3 separate regions of the Sus scrofa genome follow, and regions 1 and 2 are each linked to region 3. A link is a contact called in public Hi-C data. All regions are on one chromosome and are shown on one strand. The core of a region is the stretch at or near the end of the contact, and the rest is flanking DNA. Distances in the headings are between cores, read along the strand shown.

Region 1 (4,143 bases), core at 779-3,278, 72 kb after region 3:
AAAACAAATGCTGCTTTGTAAAATAGAAATATTTAAAGAGCCCACGGGGAAAATGAGAACAATAAAGCTGTCCGCTGCCCCCCTCAAAAAAAAATACCCATAAGAAAATGGTATGCAGATGGACTATAATATTATAATATCAAAAATATGCCACCAAGTTAGGCAGAACGATTTCAGCAATCCACTTAAGCATTCTCCCTTTGCTGGAACTCATCCGGAGGACTGGCACCTGCTTTTTATGTTGCTGCTAGTGTTGTAAGCTCACCACTCTCTTCCTTCCCGAGGAGAGCGATTTTAAACAAGGCCCTTCCATGTGCAACTTAGAAAAGGAAAGGTCAAAAAGTAGGAAATGGCACCAGATGCTTGAGAGGGGATGGGAAGAATACACACAAGAAACCTATGAAAGTCTTGGGCAGCAGTGAGCCGCTATCATCATGACGCCATTCAACCCCATGCCTCCAGGTCTCAGCCTTTCCCACAGTGATGCTTTCTTCACAGTCACACTCTGAAAATGGCTCAGACACCGGGTGTAAACTCTATCATCTTTCCTTGACCCTACGTGAAACCATGCTCCAGCTTCGGCTCCTAGGACATCACTAACCATGGACGCTAGGTCCTTGGATTTCTGGAGTTGCAATGAACCTAAAAGACTGTCATCTTTTACACATGGGGAGGTTAAGCGACTTGCTTGAGGTCGCACACCTGAATAGCTAGAAGCCGCTTAGTGTCTCCAGATAGTCACCTTATTGTCTACCTTTTTTTTATTTTTCATTTTTATTGTTGTTGTTGTTTGGCATTTTAGGGCTGCACCTGCAGCATGTGGAAGTTCCCAGGCTAGGGGTCGAATTGGAGCTGCATCTGCAGTCTACACCATAGCTCGTGGCAATGCCAGATCCTTAACCCACTGAGCAAGGCCAGGGATGGAACCCACCACCTCATGGATCCCAGTCGGGTTCGTTAGCCACTGAGCCACAAAGGGAACTCCCTATTGTCTACCTTTGGCTCCTCAATTACTGGCTGTCTCTGCCACTTTTATTCCCGCCAATTATCTCTTATTTGAAATCAATCCCCTCCCCTGGAGTTCTTGACGCCAATTTGTCCTGGCATTATCCCACCTCCAGTTCTTTTTACTTTCTCTAAGAAACACAGTTACTAAGTGTCAGGCTCTGTTCTAAGTGCCTAAGACATGCTAAGTCCTTCAATCACTATAATATGGCCTGAGGACTATTACCTGCGCTCCCATTACCCTGCTAGGGCATGGAGGCTAAGGGACTTGCCCAAGGTCCTCTTTTGGGAAGAGGCAGAGCCAAGATTCAAGGCCTCAGAATTCTGTTCTTTACCGCTCCTCCACGCTGTCTCCCCCACTGCTGTGTCCCCTTCCCTCCCAAAGGTTAGAAAGTCAGCAGTCCCCCTGCCCCATCAAGAGGTCACCTTTGAGAATCTCAATTTCAGAGCAATCTAGCCATGGAGCTGTTAAGACCACCCAAGGAAAACGGCTTATTATCCCCCTGCACACATTTCAGAGAGATTTTTTTTCTAACTGCTGAACACACGGGAAGGTGGGGGGTGGGGTGGAACCCAACAGTAAACTATTCTTTTTTTCCAAAGGGACTCACCATTTGGTGGGTAAACAAGGTGAGAAAACAGAGCTAAGCCCCAAGGACTAGACAATGTGGTCTGAGTTAAAGATAAAGCCAAACTTGCACTGAATTCATCAGGAATGATTGATTGAAACTTAACTGGGGAACTCATTTGTTTGTACAGTCTAAAGAAGGAAGGAGTCCTGTTTTGGTAAGATAGCCCTAAGTCTGGCTTCTGTTTTATTTTTGCTATGTATTTTTGTACCTTGGGGGGTGGTGGTGGTATGAGCAGGAGTGCAAAGGTCTTCTGGCAAAAAACTCCTTTGTTAAAATCCAGAAAAACAAACAACCAGCATCAATGTTTTGGAACAGCCCACAGCTGCCCTGCTTTCAAACATTTTACCTTCCACTTATTTAAGGAAATGAGCACACAAAGGCTTCCAGAATTGGGTCTGACCCCGAGGAGGTCACTGCACCGGACCCACTGAGTTCTTGCACAAGACAGGGAGAGGGCAGCAGGGGAGGAGGGAGGAAATGGCCAGGCAGACTGATAAATACAAAAATGCTCACTCTCTTGACCCTCGGGCAGGAGGAAAACAAAATCCATCATGTGTGAGCTGGCAAAGGAAGCTTTACTTTGAGGACAAAATCCATGCAGTACTTAAAATGCCCATGACAGGGCCTTCCCGTGAGTCCGGAGAAATGAATAGCGCAGACAGGAAGACCCCAGACAGTTCATGGTAGAAAGAGGAAAAGAGCAGGAGGGGCAATGGAAAGGCTCCAAAGATTCCAATGATCTCAAGCCATCAGTGTCAAAACCTCTCTCTCCCCAAACTGTCCAAGAAAGGCTCAGATGTAAAATAAATGAGGTCTGGCCCCTTTCTTTGATGCTCAATCGGAAGCTCGAGGTATCAAAACTCATTCATCCATTGATTCCCCCAGTGTGAACGGCACTCCGCTTTCTGTGCCCGGGAACTGGGCGAGGCATTGGGGGCGGAGCCTGACTCGCCACATCTTCATGAGAGGTGCGAGCTCATTGGAATGTCATAGAAAACATCAGGCAGGTGTGCTTTTGTGTACCAAGAGTATAGGTGGATGCAATTTGTAACCCAGCATCCTACCTGCAATGATGATTTTAGATGAAAGGGAAGCCAACAATTGCTCAATAACTGTGAACTGTACCTGGGAGGGCTGAGATGGTCCCTTATTTCAACAAGGCTGAAGGAGTTTGTTTACAAAGACCTGTCAAACTGCACTCAGGAATGGGCTGGCTCTCTTAAGCAATGATGTTTCTGTGCCAACTCCAAGTCTAAAGGGGACAGCCCCTGCCAGGAAATGACAATTCTGTGTGGCGCCAACTGCAGTACATATTAGATCCTTTGCACCAAGAAAACAACCCTTTCCAAACCTCTCCTCCACTGTAGAAGGCAGTCATATGTAGGGAACCTTCAAAAGACTGAGTTACCAGAATTACTCTAAGCAGGTAATATTTCTAAAGTAAAATGACCAGGATATGGTTATGATTCATAAATTTCACTAACATCTCCTGTGAAACATCAATATGAAATACATCTTTCGCTATTACACAGAAGAATGTAGAAAAACCCTTTTTATATGCATACCATAAAAAGACCTCAGACTCACCTGGAATTTTATAGGAATCTTTTCACTCTCTCAGATTTCATAGTTAGGCGCGGTTTCAGATCGAAACTATTCACATGGACATAAATGTTCCTAAAAACAGCAGCACCTCAGACATCCAGCTCTCAGCTGTCTACAAACCCCCATTCTCTGAAACAGCCATGAAACTAGACATTTAAGTGTCTGCATATGTGGCAGAATCCCAGAAAAGCCTGTGACATGACGAATGGGTAAAAAAAGGCAGTGTGCTTGGTAGGTAACTGTTTTTTGAGTTTGGCAATTGGTGGTCCAAGCCAGTGTCCCATGGACAACCAGTCTTCAGGATGAAGAACTCGAAGTCAATATAATTGGTTTAAAAACAGCAGGTAACAGAGGTAGCAGGTAACAGAAATAGAGATAGGGTGGTAGGAAAGAGATCCCCAGAGAGTAATGAAAATGAGGGTAGAAACTGTGCCAATGGGAAGAGAAACAGGGCAAAACATAAGGCTGGGACCATTCATGGCATCACAACCCTTTACAGACATGAAGCCATTAGAAGGCATTATCTCTCTGTATTAAAACAAGTAAACTGGGAGTTCCCATCATGGCGCAGTGGAAACGAACCTGACTAGCATCCATGAGGATACAGGTTCAATCCCTGGCCTCGCTCAGTGGGTTAAGGATCTGGTGTTGCCATGAGCTGTGGTGTAGATCAAAGATGCGGCTTGGATCTGGCGTTGCAGTGACTGTGGAATAAGCCAGAGGCTATAGCTCCGACTTGACCCCTAGGCTAGGCACCTCCATATGCCCCGGGTTCGGCCCTAAAAAGGCAAAAAAATAAATAAATAACAAAACAAGCAAATCACTCTTTACAATGTTTCATGTTCAAAATCTTTTTAAATGTTCAGAAGAAAAATAGATAGGCTCTTCTCCATTTAAGAAC
Region 2 (3,867 bases), core at 247-2,746, 69 kb before region 3:
TCGAATTCCATGACACCCCATTCCAAGGGACTGTGAAATTCTTGTCCTGCAATCCTGGTGTTTCAAACAGTGTGTAGAATTAGCCAGCCAAGGCTCAGTCTTGACAATTTTTAAAACATTATTTTCCAATCACATGATGTATTGTAAAGTGGTAGGAAAGCTTTCTTTGTAGTGTGTCTGTAATTTCACCATCATTTTCAGTTGTAAATACTGATTCCTATAGATCATTGTTCTCAAATGCCATTTTACTGCCTCAGTTAAATAAATGTCAGAGCTGCAAATCTTAAAGACATTACCTACAAAGTGAAACCAACTTATAATCATTTCTGATGCCACTTTATCATGGAGTTTTTAAAAGGGGTTAGGACAAATTCATGGGGGTAGAAATATATCCAAAGATAAGCAGAAAAACCTGGCTTCTAATCTTGCCTTTCCCACTTGTTGGTGATACTGGACAAGATTTAACCTCTCTAAGTCCCAGGTTCCTTACCTGCAAAATGCAACAAAATGTACCCACCAGCTTTTCCTGAGGAATAAATGAGATAGTTCAGGAGGCGCTCTTCAGCTAGTACCCAACACTGAGCAGGCGGTTAAAAGTGTGGGCTCTGGAATTTAATTCTGGCTTATAACTATAACTCACAACTATTATTGTTTCTATTGTTGAGCTTGTCATGGTTATTATTGAATGAATGCTTCACTTATTCGGCTGAGAGCAAGTCAAAAGCACATCACACTTATGAAACGAACACTGATGACCCAAAACAAGCCAGGCACTGTTTTGAGGGCTTTAAATGTGTTAATGCATGAATCCTGAAAACACTTCCATTTTAATATTATCCTGTTTATTGCATAATGTATGAGGAAACCAAAGCACAGAGAGGATTAGTATCTTCAGCATGCAGCATCACAGCAAGTGGCTGAGCCAGAGTCCACACCCAGGCAAGCCCCCCACCCGGACCCTCTGGGTTCTGTCTTGGGCAGAACCTGTGTATACCTATCAGTCCAATGCCATGAGAGACCATTTGGCAGAGCCTGTGGTAGTTCCCTGACCTTGTGGAAAGGAACAGCAGGTTTAAGAACAGAGAAGTCTGAGTAGGCAACTATTTTACTGGGCACTTTGGGGCACTTATTAGTGCATTACTGGTTGGAGTCAAAGAATTAGAGGATGGACAATGGTTGAATCCACACCGGGGAGCTGTCCAGCCTGAGCCGGAAAGGCTTCTTTGATGAAGAAGTGACTGAGCGTTGATGCTCTTCAGCCCATTTTGGGATAACTCTGAATGCAATAGAAAACGCTTTCTTCTCTTGGGCCATTTTTCCTCATTGGTTCTAATTGCACCTCCGTGAAACTGCCGACATCATGCTTAGGCTGTCTTCCACCTGACTTTCCTGCAGTATTTTGAGATTTCCTCACGTGTTTCCTCAGTCTTCCCTTCCCCACCCTCAAAGCCTCACAACAACTGCTTCCAGGCACATGGCATGACCTCTCCATGACCTCTCAGTGGTTCAGGGTTCAGGGTTCAGGGATGGGGTGAGACACCCATTGGTTTGAACCCTGCCTCTGTCTTACTCATTTCGTGACCTCAGACAACTTTTCTTATCTGTGAAAGAGGAAGAAAAACACCTCCATCTATTCTTGTGAGGATTAAATAAGAAATTCCCAAGGACATAGCATTTTGCCTGGGACACAGGGTATGTCCCCAAATATAGCTGCTTGTAGCTGTTGTCATCATCGTCTTGGATGTTGTGAGAGTGTGGGGACACACATGGGAATGTGACACCTACTCTGGTCCAGCTTCAGGACAGCACAGGCTGGAAAGAAACTCTGATTCCTAAGCTCCCATGGCACATGTCGTAACTCCAGTCCCAGAAGCAAGAGCCAAAATGCCTGCTTCTCCCTTTCTCAACACCGCTTATCTGGGATTTGGAGATTTAACTGTTTACCACGCCAAACAGACTAGTGGTAACAGATCCGCGGACCTTGTAAAACATCATGGAATTCTTTTTAGTGAAAGATATCAAAGCTAAGTGGTATTTTTTTTACTATGAGACAAGGGAAATTCTGAAAACCATTAAGACTGTTTGGAACAAGAACACAGACGCAAGACGCATACCAGCTCGAGGGGGGAAAAAAAAGGACAGAAGAAGCTAAGTCCCTTCTGGGAGTTAAGTTACTTCTAACCTTCTTTCTTAAGATGTCAACCCATGATGGAAGAGCAGTCACACCACTAGGCATAAACCAAGGAAATCTTGGCTTAGATGGCTGATTGAGCCTCACTTAGGACAGAACGGTGACGATTTGAAAACAAAATCACTGTAAACGCACACAAGCTTTTCGGCACAGTTCAGTCACTTTCATCATTTTCCCAAGATCTAATTTGGAGACATTCTTTCCTCATACAGTATTCTCTTGTTTGTTTTTAATAGAAACAATTTACCCTCCAAGTAATGCAGATTTCCTAAGGACTCAATGGTTTATAGTGAAACTGACATCATTCCTGCTATTCACGTCACTGCGAAGTTTCAGGAATACAATACATTCATTTTTTGGAGGACAAAGCGGGGATCATCTCTCTCTTTGTACTCCCCCACAGAACCCAGCACCTTTAACCATACGATGTACTCAATAAATATTTTCTGAATAAATCTTCCTGAATTGCAACAACAACAACAAAAAAGCAGATCTTTATTTTTCATTATAATGACCTTGAGCAACAAGGCTTATGTAGGAACCAGAATTCCTTTCTACAGAAAGTTGGAAATAGCCATGAGTTGAGTTCTATCCCCAGTTCTGCCGGCAGAACAAATGAATCCGAGAAGCTTCTAGAGTCAACCGCTTGAGTTCTAATTCGAGGTCTACCATCTAGGAGAAGTTACCTCACCTCTCCATGCTCCTGTTCTCATCTGTAAAATGGGGTTAGTAATATTATTATTAATATTACTAGAGATAATAGGCTTGTTATGAGAAGTAAGTATGATATATGAATTCCTTAAGGAGGAGTTCCTGTTGTGGTGCAGCAGAAATGCATCTGACTAGTATCCATGAGGAGGCGGGTTCGATCTCTGGCCTCGCTGAGTGGGTCAGGGATCCGGCATTGCCGTGAGCTGTGGTGTAGGTCCCAGACACAGCTAGGATCCCGAGTTGCTGCGGCTGTGGTGGAGGCCAGCAGCTATAGCTCTGATTCAACCCCTAGCCTGGGAACCTCCTCCATACAGTGGAGGTACAGCCCTAAAGAGCAAAAATAAAAATAAGTCCTTAAGAAGAGCTTTTGGTCTGTAGATCATCATTAACTCAGTATAATGCCAACTATCATTTTACTATTTGCTAGTTGAAGGGCCTGCGGTAAGTCATTTGGCCACCCTGTCCCATCATTCCCTTGTGCATAAAGCAAAGAGTACGAATGAACACAGTTCGAAAGGTCCTCCTGCTCCAGGATGGAGTGAAGGGGATGGCTAAGGGGGCAGCGCTCCTACCTAGGGGAATCCACGGGAAGACCTTGATGGAAAAGTTTCTGATTGTTGGTACAAGAATATGGAAGGAGGCGAAGCATAATGGTTTCCATCTCTAACATGGATATCTCAGGACTGAAGAGGGAAAATCTCAAGCTACCCGGCTAGAGTAAGGAAAGCTGCTCTGTACAAGATCTGACATGGAGGTGAGTGGTTTACAGGGCGGGAAGTTGGAGCACTGTGTGCACAGCATTCATAATGGATGTTTGTGCACCTCAGCAGGATAGGAGAGAGAGAGAGATGCTATTCTCCAATGCACAGCTGCTTTTTAAGCCATTGGTTTATTGCATTTCCCAGAATGTCCAACAAGTTTCTCAGTTAACCCTATTGCCTCAGGACAATGGAGAAAAGGAATTC
Region 3 (3,795 bases), core at 863-3,362:
AAGTAAGCCTTCTTGCAACTCCTCTAACACCTCAAGGAGTTCAAATGCGTTATTTTCTCAGCTAGAACATGTTTTCCTCCCTATGTGTATCTCTCTTTCTTCTTTCCTGGCTAATTTCTGCTCTTTGTTCAGGTCTCCACCTAAAGGCCACTTCCTCAAGGGAACACGAAGTTAGTATCTCACATAGGCTCAGGATTTAGATCCCGGATCCAATTAGGGCACCCCTATTACATGACACTACGGCAGAGTTTACTTTTTTTTTTTTTTTTTTTTTTTTTTTTTTTGTCTTTTTGTCATTTCTTGGGCTGCACCCGCGGCAAATGGAGGTTCCCAGGCTAGGGATCCAATCGGAGCTGTAGCCGCCGGCCTACACCACAGCCACAGCAACAGCAACGCAGGATCCGAGCCGCGTCTGCAACCTACACCACAGCTCACGGGAGTGCCAGATCCTTAACCCACTGAGCAAGGCCAGGGACTGGACCCGCAACCTCATGGTTCCTAGTCGGATTCGTTAACCACTGAGCCACGACGGGAACTCCCATAGTTTACTCATCTTTATAGGAACTTGCCACACCTGGAAGCAGCTTCTTAAAAAGGCTAGTTGGATGAAGAAAAAGATGTCTCTCTCCCCCCCACCCGGCAGATCTCCTCTATGTTTGCCAAACAAAGCATCCTCATTCCTGTCCCCAAACTTCACTCTGCTTTTGTCCCTTCTCTTTCCCTCAGCCTACTCTCATCTTAACTAAAATTCACTTGGTGTAACAGCTCTCCAATAACTGTTTCCAAAACTGCAACAATCTTTGGAGGATAATGTGAGAAAAAGAATGTGTGTGTGTGTGTGTGTGTGTGTGGGTATCTATATATGTATGACTGGGTCACTTTGCTGTATAGCAAAAATTGACAGAATATTGTAAATCAGCTATAATAGAAAATATAAAAATCTTTAACAAAAATAATAAAAATAAAACTACATAAACCCTGGAAAAAAAACTACAACAATCTCCCCTTATTTAACTTCTTATCAAAGCTTAGGAATTCAACTTAGGTCACTTCTTCATTGACTCATACACTGGTTTTCACTGTAACAACTGCTTTGTCTGTATGTTTAGTCCTCAAGCACATTATAAATCTCTCGAAGATCAAGGATCAAGCCTTCCATTCCCTTTTTATGCCCTTCAGTGCCTGATGTAGGGCCGTGCAGGACATAGTTGATATCCAATAAGTCCTCCAAAGGACAAAAAGTCTCCAAGGAAAGCTATGCCATCAACTCCCAACCCGTCCGGGAAGAAGGGCGCATGTCCATGGCACACCACATCTTATGTCGAAATCAGGACAAGAATCTAAGACAAGCCCTCCTCCTTAGAATAAGCAGCTCATTCATCAGCGATGATATAAGCAAGTGTTTGCCAACAGATTTCTTATCTTCAGAAAATTATTTCAGCAACATAAGAACCGGGACAAAAATCCACTAAGACATTCTTTATTGGTCACTCATTTGCAGACCAACATACTTGGACTTTGCATTCCACTAAAATGTGTTTGCAGAAGAAAACCCAGACGTTTGCCTCTGCGACCCCTAAGAAGATAGAGCTAGAACGGAGGATCTTACATGTGAAGAAAGAAATACTTCCATCCTCTGAACTCCCAGTCTTCAGGAATGGGATCATTCTTCATGTAAAATTGTATGTGTGTGGGGGTGGGGTGGGGGGGAGTGAGATGGGAGTCAAAGGAAGGAAAGGAGAGAAGGGGAGAAGGTAGAAAGCTAGAGGGTAATATTGATGATGACAGCAAAGACTGGGAGAAAGTTAAGGTCACTGGTGATTAGATTGCCTGGGCAGAACTCTTACTAATGGTCTCAGTTTATCCAACAACTCTTTGTAACAGCTGTATTATGCACCAGACCCGTGTCCAATGGGGCAAATCCAAAGATAAATAGAAGAGGTCTTTAGGAAGCTTTCGATCTGGTACAGGAGGCAGTTGTGGGACAAGGTGATAAGCACTAGCACAGAGGGGGTCCAGGTATTTAGCTGCCGCAGAGAGACCCACTAACTCTGCCTGGAGGGTTTTGGAACAGCTTCCCAGTGAAAGAAATCACAACAGACTGGAGGGAGCAGGAGGAAATGACGTCACCCCAGAGGTCAAGGCCACTGTTTTCAAAACAATCGCTCTAGGCCTTGAGCTCTGCCAGCCAAAGTTCATTATTCACAGATGATCAAGTTTGTAAGGGACCCAAATGTTCTTGCCCAGCTTTTGATCACAGGCCGAGCCAGAGAAGCTGGAAAGTAAACTCCCAACTGGTTCATCCTGTGGCTTGCTGGCAACCTGGTGAGAGAGCTGATGGGTGTACAGCGACCCAGAGTTGCATGGACTGTCCAGAGTTGCATGGACTGTGTCATTCTTATAATTGACGTTGGGATTATTTCCAACAATAAGAATAAAAAGAGCGAGAGATCCGGAGTCCCAACCTAGTGCCAGACACTGCTGAATACTTTACATCTTCTCTCCCTGGCCTGCCTCAGGGAACTTACACGGAGGAATCGTCCCCATTTCATGGACAGAAGGAGAAAGTGAACACATAAGTGCCTCTTGTGTTCCAAACACTCAAGAGTTTTAAACACATTATCAGTTAATTTACTCCTCTGTACGACCCAATGAATTAGGCACGACGACATTCGACATTCACACTGGAGGCAACTGGGGCTCAAGGAGGTGGAGTAATTTGCTTGAGGACACACCGGAAGTGAACCTAGGATCTGGACTGTCCACTAGGTCGAAGCATAGGAAATCCCGTGATCTGTTTTTGCTCTACCCATAAACGTCACAGGACGCAAGCTAGGAGTTCCCAAATCCATTCACTTTCCACTATGCTCTCCATAGAAGGACTTAAACTGGCTTTTGTTAAACATATACATTTGGACAAAAACTAGAAAGAAAGAAAAGGGTGGGGGTGAAGATGAGAAACCAAACCACCGAGAAGAAGGTAGAGCATATATCCTACAACCAGATACAAATATCATTACCAGTTTGCTATACTAGCTTTCTCTCTTTCTATATGTACCTCTCTTTCCTGGACTATTTGCATAGAGCTATAGGGTATATGGATAAAAATCATTACATTATTCTTATCGCTTTTCTATACACATAAATTTTTTTCAAAATAAAAAAGGAGGGGGTGGGGCTTGTTAAAAAAAAACTCCTGAGAAAACCTTTTTTGAAAGGGTATTTGATTTACCCAAAGAGCACTTTGCACTGCCCAAACGCAACTACTTGACTTCATGCAGGCAAACAATTTACAACAAAAATTAAACCCGTAGTCCTAATGAGCTGGCAAATTTTTTCTAAAAAGGACCAGGTAGTAAAGATTTTAGGCTCTGCGAGCCCCATACAAACTCTTGTCTTAATTTGTTTTGGTTTTTGTGACAACTCTTTAAAAATGTAAAAACCATTCTTTGGGAGTTCTCATTGTGGCTCAGCGGATTATGAACACAACTCGTATCCATGAGTATGTGGGTTCGATTCCTAGCCTTGCTCAGTGGGTTAAGGATCTGGTGTTGCAATGTAGGTCACAGATGTGGCTCGGATCTGGCATTCCTGTAGCTGTGGTGTAGGCAGGTTACGGTAGCTCCACTTTGATCCCTAGACTGGGAACTTCCATATGCCGCCCTAAAAAGGGAAGAAAATAAATAAAAATAAAAATAAATTAAAACCATTCTTCACAAGAAGGAGGACCTGCACAAAAATAAGCCAAGGGCCAGGATGTGTCAACTCCTGATAGAGATGGAATTCCATAGAGCT

Evidence for each region. A called contact is a pair of places that touch in the nucleus more often than the background predicts.
Region 1: a Hi-C map of liver shows a contact between it and region 3, with 7 times the contacts expected there. The contact joins two enhancer-like sites. A contact is called at or near these places in 5 of 47 Hi-C or Micro-C datasets (adipocytes, liver and skeletal muscle) and 1 of 2 datasets of contacts at active chromatin or transcription factors (skeletal muscle).
Region 2: a contact with region 3 is called in a Hi-C map of liver, with 2.1 times the contacts expected there. The contact joins two enhancer-like sites. A contact is called at or near these places in 3 of 47 Hi-C or Micro-C datasets (fibroblasts and liver).

The regions. Positions count from the first base shown.
Region 1 is chr8:32,505,841-32,509,983 of Sscrofa11.1, reverse strand. All of the region lies in intron 1 of LIMCH1 (LIM and calponin homology domains-containing protein 1), which reads right to left. Among named protein-coding and RNA genes, the nearest start is that of LIMCH1, 75 kb to the right of the region's middle. Within about 2 kb of position 2,028, at least 9 of the 83 cell types and tissues checked have an H3K27ac peak or open chromatin away from gene starts, as enhancers often do. A contact at or near this core is called in liver, where this site is marked.
Region 2 is chr8:32,646,625-32,650,491 of Sscrofa11.1, reverse strand. All of the region lies in intron 3 of LIMCH1 (LIM and calponin homology domains-containing protein 1), which reads right to left. Among named protein-coding and RNA genes, the nearest start is that of PHOX2B, 200 kb to the left of the region's middle. Within about 2 kb of position 1,496, at least 9 of the 83 cell types and tissues checked have an H3K27ac peak or open chromatin away from gene starts, as enhancers often do. A contact at or near this core is called in liver, where this site is marked.
Region 3 is chr8:32,578,253-32,582,047 of Sscrofa11.1, reverse strand. All of the region lies in intron 2 of LIMCH1 (LIM and calponin homology domains-containing protein 1), which reads right to left. Among named protein-coding and RNA genes, the nearest start is that of LIMCH1, 150 kb to the right of the region's middle. Within about 2 kb of position 2,112, at least 14 of the 83 cell types and tissues checked have an H3K27ac peak or open chromatin away from gene starts, as enhancers often do. A contact at or near this core is called in liver, where this site is marked.